Regions from separate parts of the Anser cygnoides genome. Here region 2 is linked to region 1. A link is a contact called in public Hi-C data. All regions are on one chromosome and are shown on one strand. Each heading gives the region's core, a stretch centred on a gene start, on an enhancer-like site or on the middle of the called end of the contact. The rest is flanking DNA. Distances are from core to core; before and after follow the strand shown. Region 1 overlaps AK8 (adenylate kinase 8). Region 2 holds the start of CFAP77 (cilia and flagella associated protein 77).

The links. Hi-C and Micro-C count contacts between places; a contact is called where the count stands out from the background.
Region 2: a Hi-C map of liver shows a contact between it and region 1, with 2.3 times the contacts expected there. The contact joins the promoter of CFAP77 here to the enhancer-like site in region 1. A contact is called at or near these places in 3 of 7 Hi-C or Micro-C datasets (granulosa cells and liver).

Annotation. Positions count from the first base shown.
Region 1 is chr20:4,729,984-4,732,780 of Taihu_goose_T2T_genome, reverse strand. It overlaps AK8 (adenylate kinase 8), which reads right to left. Exons shown (of 13, transcript XM_013193946.3): 6 at 1,094-1,175. Among named protein-coding and RNA genes, the nearest start is that of SPACA9, 19 kb to the right of the region's middle. Within about 2 kb of position 1,425, at least 1 of the 3 cell types and tissues checked has open chromatin away from gene starts, as enhancers often do. A contact at or near this core is called in liver, where this site is marked.
Region 2 is chr20:4,923,218-4,926,014 of Taihu_goose_T2T_genome, reverse strand. It overlaps CFAP77 (cilia and flagella associated protein 77), which reads left to right and starts at 1,430. Exons shown (of 6, transcript XM_048054326.2): 1 at 1,430-1,634. The coding sequence starts at 1,608. TTF1 (transcription termination factor 1) reads right to left here and starts at 1,229. Exons shown (of 12, transcript XM_066980885.1): 1 at 1,123-1,229; 2 at 451-551; 3 at 1-311. The coding sequence starts at 299.

The DNA.
Region 1 (2,797 bases), core at 176-2,675:
TAATTTAATTACTGTTTTCAGTGCATTTTATTACAGATTTCAAACCAGTTCTTCTTATGACTTTCTTCACTGTATCAAATATCACTTTCAGACGCTTTTCTCCCTATTAAGGTACTCATACACCGTAAATCTCATCTCCTCTCAATCTTCTTTTTGATTAACTAGACAGACTGAGCTTTAAGATTTTCATTCAGGTCTTGGTTGCACAGATATAATTGTGAGCAAAACTTGACTTCAAATGTTATTAGCTATATTAAAAATACATGCAAGTACTAGACATTAAACATTTTTGCCTAGCTCTATTGCAGTGATTCTGAATTCTTCATTAACAGTCAAATCTCATCCAAATCAAATCCAAAGTGACAATTCATCAAGTTCGCTAACATTCTGGCAAGTTCACTACCCACTGGCAAGCTCTACATTTCTCACTTCACCCTGTATTCCACACAATTGTCATCATTTCTTACATTCTAAGTAGGTTCTCTATATTAATTTAGGACAACTGGCTGTTCTAGGTGGCAAGGGCAGCTGTCAAGGTCTTGTCTACCAGCACTTTGCCAGTAAAGAAATGTTCCTCACAAATCAAGTTATAATCCATCCATACTAAAAGGTCAAGTTTAAAATTATGGTGTTTCTGCTCCACTTGGCTAAGTTTCCTAAGTTTGTATTCTCTAATTCAACAAACGAATGATTTGTATTTAGGGGATGAGGAAATTGTTTTGGTCTGAGAATCACTAAAGAGATTTAGAGATTGATATAGAGATCTAGAGATTGAAGTCATAGAAAATTTGGACCCACACCTAGTACAGAAACAAAGCTACATACAGCTGCTTGGAGGTACTTGCTGGAGTTATCCTGAATGTACAGAACTCTATTGTGTAGGAAGACCAAGAGTTTAAGCATAAAAGACAGGATTTAAAGTCTTTCAGGTTAACTCAAGGTTTTCAGTGAATCTGAACCATACAGAAATATTCTGTTGTCTCTTGACTCTGTCTTCAATATTGGTATTGAATTTATTGAGGATGTTTGGGGAAAAACACTTCCAGGCTTTTACCTTCTGGTCATGATCACACATAAACCTTGCACTGCTTACCAACATGCCTAGGAATGATGCCAGATGATTGCAGCATCCACGCCTGTTCCTGATTTTCAGGGAAGCCTTCCAAAATCCAACCCTGTTGAACAAAAACATGAAAATATTATCGGTCCTGGAAGAGAAAACACAAAACGTAGCACTAAATATTGGTGCTATTTGCACAAAAAAAGCCTCATTCTGGTCTCACAATGTGACAATATTTGTTATGGGTGCTTGCGATAGAAAAAAGAAAACATGGAGCACTGATATTTTTATGAAGTGACATGCAGTAACACCACTGCCACAGTGCAATGGGCATTTATGTATTGTAGCAAGGATTTTTTTTCATGTTTCAATCTCAAAAAAGAAACTTCTCTTTTGAATAAAAACAATGCAAAACAATTTCTACAGTTTTGAAATATTCAAAAGGATACCAGCCCACACTGTGTATAAATTTGTTTAGCCTCTTTTTTAAAGACAGATTTAATGCCAAGAACATTGAGGAAAATATGCACGCTTTCATTATTTTCTTAAATTATACAGGAAAACTCACAGTAATGGAACCAGCGTTCCCAAAGCTAATGAAGCAACAGAGCAAAAGAAAGGAAAAAGAAAAAAGAGCCTTTTGCTCCCTTAAGTCCTTGTTATAGCCAGCTAAGTGTTAGATTGAGCATCTTTAAAAAAACATTTACAGATCTGTGAAATACTGGAGAAGAGCTGCAGCCTCACTCAGTTTCTGCATGATGCAGTATTTGAGATCTAATCCACTTCCCAGTCTCAAGTCTGACTCTTCTAAACTTTCTCTAATTTTTCTGTTATTTGCTTAACTACACGTGTCCTTGTCACTACCTAATATTCCCCTAATAACTTTGTGATGCTACAATAAATCTCAAAACTATCTTTGTACTGAAATAAATAAGATACTTGAATATTGCATTAGCTAGCAATCATTATCATCTCCCACATATTTCTGAAGCTCTGTCAGTATGGGGTCCAAAGGTTTTCGAAGTATTTCTGCATATCTCCATGCCTTCTGTGGGAGGAAATTGGGACATTCCAATTATATAAGAAAATAGAGTAGACTACTTAAAATTCTTTAATTAGCCTGGTTTCGGGAACATGTCATCCTGCTGATATCTGTAGAATACAAGAGACTTAAGAAACTGCAAGCCATTTTTGCCACTCCCAGTGTTTGCTCTGTCGAATTAGAATGAACTGCTGTCTAAGGTCACGCAGGTGCTAAGAAATCAATTTATCCCTTGGGACTTGCAGGAGGCAAGGCTGCACAATATTTTTAGCAGTATGCTAGGAACTTCAGCACTAGTTCTGAATATATTGTGTTTGTACAACATATATATAGGCCCACATCCTTTTCTACGGAGAAATGGCATCAGAGGTTGGAAGCCAATAAATCTATGCCTATTTACACAGACTACAAATCTGACTCATTTTCTTCACTCCAAGCGCAATACTTTTGGAAACTAAACAAAAGAAAAAAAAATCACAAAACCACCACACCACAAAACCATTGCTTCTGATGTCACTACAGCTTATTGCCCAAAATCAAATACTGAGCAACAGGCAGTAAATACAGATTCTTTTTAACAACGTCAGCTTCTAGATGCTCATACACAAATTTCAACGGTCCTTAATGCAGGCAATAAGGAATTTTATAAATAAAAGTTTTTGCAGTATAATAAAACATAGCTCAATAAATAGCTT
Region 2 (2,797 bases), core at 181-2,680, 190 kb before region 1:
TTCTTTTGGGGAATATCCATCACGGGTTCATTACTAACTTCAGGTTCCAGGCCTACGTGAGAATCATCTAACGAAAACTGTTCCTCCTCCTCCCCTCTTTCTTTTTTTTTCTTCTTCTTCTTCTTTTTCTTTTTATAGACTTCACTGCTCTGTGCTGCTTCATCTTCAAAAAGCTCTGCATCTTGTACAGTTTCGTTTTCATCATCTTCCTGTCTCGTATCGCGTTCTTTGCGTTTTTTCTTTTTCTTCCTGAGAGACTCCCCAACTTGAAAATCCTCTGCACTTGCTTCTTCTGTCATATTTTTTCTTATCTTAAATAAAATAGGAGTTTACTCAAACACCATAATATGCATACCTTTATATACTATTACACAGTAAAAAAAAAGTTACTAGAAAACTACTGTAGAACAATTCAGTATTAACTTAAAAACATATAAGAAAGATACTTGCTTTTCAGCACAGCAAATTGTGCAAAGTGACTAGACCAGAACAATGCCTTCTTCAACAAACAGATGTGCATCACAGCTGTATTCAGCCTTAAAACCACCTTCCTGTAACAACAAAGACACACTTCAATAACTATTAGCATTTAGTTGAGCTGGAATAACTCGCACAGTAATAGGCTGCAGTATTCAACACTTCTTCCAGCATTGAAATAGCGACAAATTAAAAAAAATAAAGCATCAAACCCATCGGTGCTACAACCAAGCTCCCTTGGCAGAAGCTTCTGAGCACGCTGTGACTCAGCGCTGGCTCTGCCTGTGCTCCAGCAGCTCCACGCCGAGCTCGCACCGACCCTTTAACGGGAATCACCCCTGAAAATTACGGTTACTCAGCGCGGGCGGGAACATTTTAGCACGTTTCTCGGCGGCAGCACGCACAGACACCCCAAAAAGCCTCCGCCGGCCCCAGCACGGCCCCCCCCCCCCCCCCCCCGCCACGTTCCCTCCTCAGCGGGGCCTTACCGGGGCCTCGTCCCGCCCCGCTGCGGCCCCGCCGCCGCCCTCAGCCTCCCGGGGGGGGGGGGGCAGCGGGGCGGGGAAGGCCCCCCCGAGAACAACCTCGAGACCCCCTGAAGACCCCCTAAAAGCCCCCTAAAGCCCCTCGGAGCCCCTTAAGTACCCTGAAGGCCCCCGAGGCCCCTCAGCGCCGCGCACCGGGCCACGGCGCCCCACGCGGACCCACCGCGTCCTCCCCTCAGCGGCGCCCCCCCCGGCCCCCGCTCCCCGCCCGCTTCGTTCCCGTTCCCGCCCAGCGGCGGAAGCGTTCCCGGCCGGAGCCGGCCCGGCGCGGACCGCGGCGGTTGCTAGGAGACGGGGCCGCCGCCGCTCCGTTCTCCCCCCCCCCGCCCCTCTCCGGTGCCCGCAGGGCGGGTGGCGGCCTCTTCATTATTATTATTATTATTATTATTGTTTTCCCCCTTTTTTTTTTTTTTTGCCTTTGGACGCGCCCTCGGTCCGCGAGCGTCTGGTTGTCCGGGAACGGCAGCGGAATTCGTTATCCGGGATGGCGGGAGGCGGCGGGGGGGGCCCCCGCGGCGGCCGCTGTGCTTGGCTGAGGTGGAGGCGGGCAGCGAGAACGAGAGGCTGGGGGTGGCCCGGGACAGCATGCTGCGCAACCCCCTCATCCTCAAGGTGAGCCCCGGGACCGAGATCCCTCCGGTCCCAGTCCTCCCCCGGACCCCTCACCCGGTCCCGGTCCCTGCCCCGATCTCCTCCCTGCCCTGGTAGCCCCCCGGTCCCGGTCCTGATCCCGCCCCCCGCCCTGATCCCGGTCCCGGTCCCGATCTCCTGCTCTGCACCGGTACACCCCGGTCGCAGTCCTGATCCCCCCCCCCGCCCTAGTCCTGGTCCCGGTCCCGGTCCCTGCCCCGACCTCCTCCCTGCCCTGGTACCCCCCCGGTCCCGGTCCTGATCCCGCCCCGCGCCCTCATCCCGGTCCCGATCCCGGCTCCCCCCTGCCCTGGTCCCGGTCCCGGCTCCCCCCCGCCCCGCCCCGGTCCCAGCCCCGGTCCCAGCCCCGCGGAGCGCAGCCCCCAGCCCGGAGCCGCCTCCCCCGGTCCCAGCCGGCTGCAGCACAGCTCCCGGCCCCTGGGTGGCACCAGCCGAAAGGCTTCGGCCGCTCCCGGCGGCACCGGCCCCGCGCTGCTGCCCCCCCCCCCCCCGCCGGGCTGGGGCCGTGCTCTGAGGGCTGAGGGGCTCCGGGGGGGGGGGTCCAAGGGGGTCCCGGCAGCTGCCGAGCCTCTGCGGGGCCAGCACCGAGCTGCGCTTTGCCTCTTCTCCTTGGGAGGGCAGCCGCTGCTGGTCAAAAACGCCTGGCGTGGGGGGGTTTGGGGGGGTTCTTACCCCCCCCCCAGTCGGACAGCGGTGACATTTAGGCTGCTGCTGCCCAGCCTGCGCTGTGGCAGGGAAGGTTTTGAAGGTCTTGAGCTCCCTTCGTTATCCCACCCCACCCCCCGTACCGTCAGGCCTGGAAGGCAGCCGTAAAATTGTGGAATAGCACGGAGAACAGGAGTCCTGCAACGCTCACTGTCTGCTCTTCCTCATGAAACTTAAAAACTTAATTTGGAAGTGGTTAGGAAGGCAAAGAAAACAAGTAGGTTCTGTGCTATAACTCGAAGCATCATTTTCAATCCAAAGCTTCTGCATCGTTTCTTCTCTCTGGATCCCGTACATTTGACTGGGAGTGACTTTAACTTTGGTTGAAGTGAAATTTCCTCGCCTAGCTACCTGCCCCAGAAGGATGTGCCAGACCCAGGTGTGAGCAGGGCAGCCGAACTCGTTTTGTGCGTGCGGTG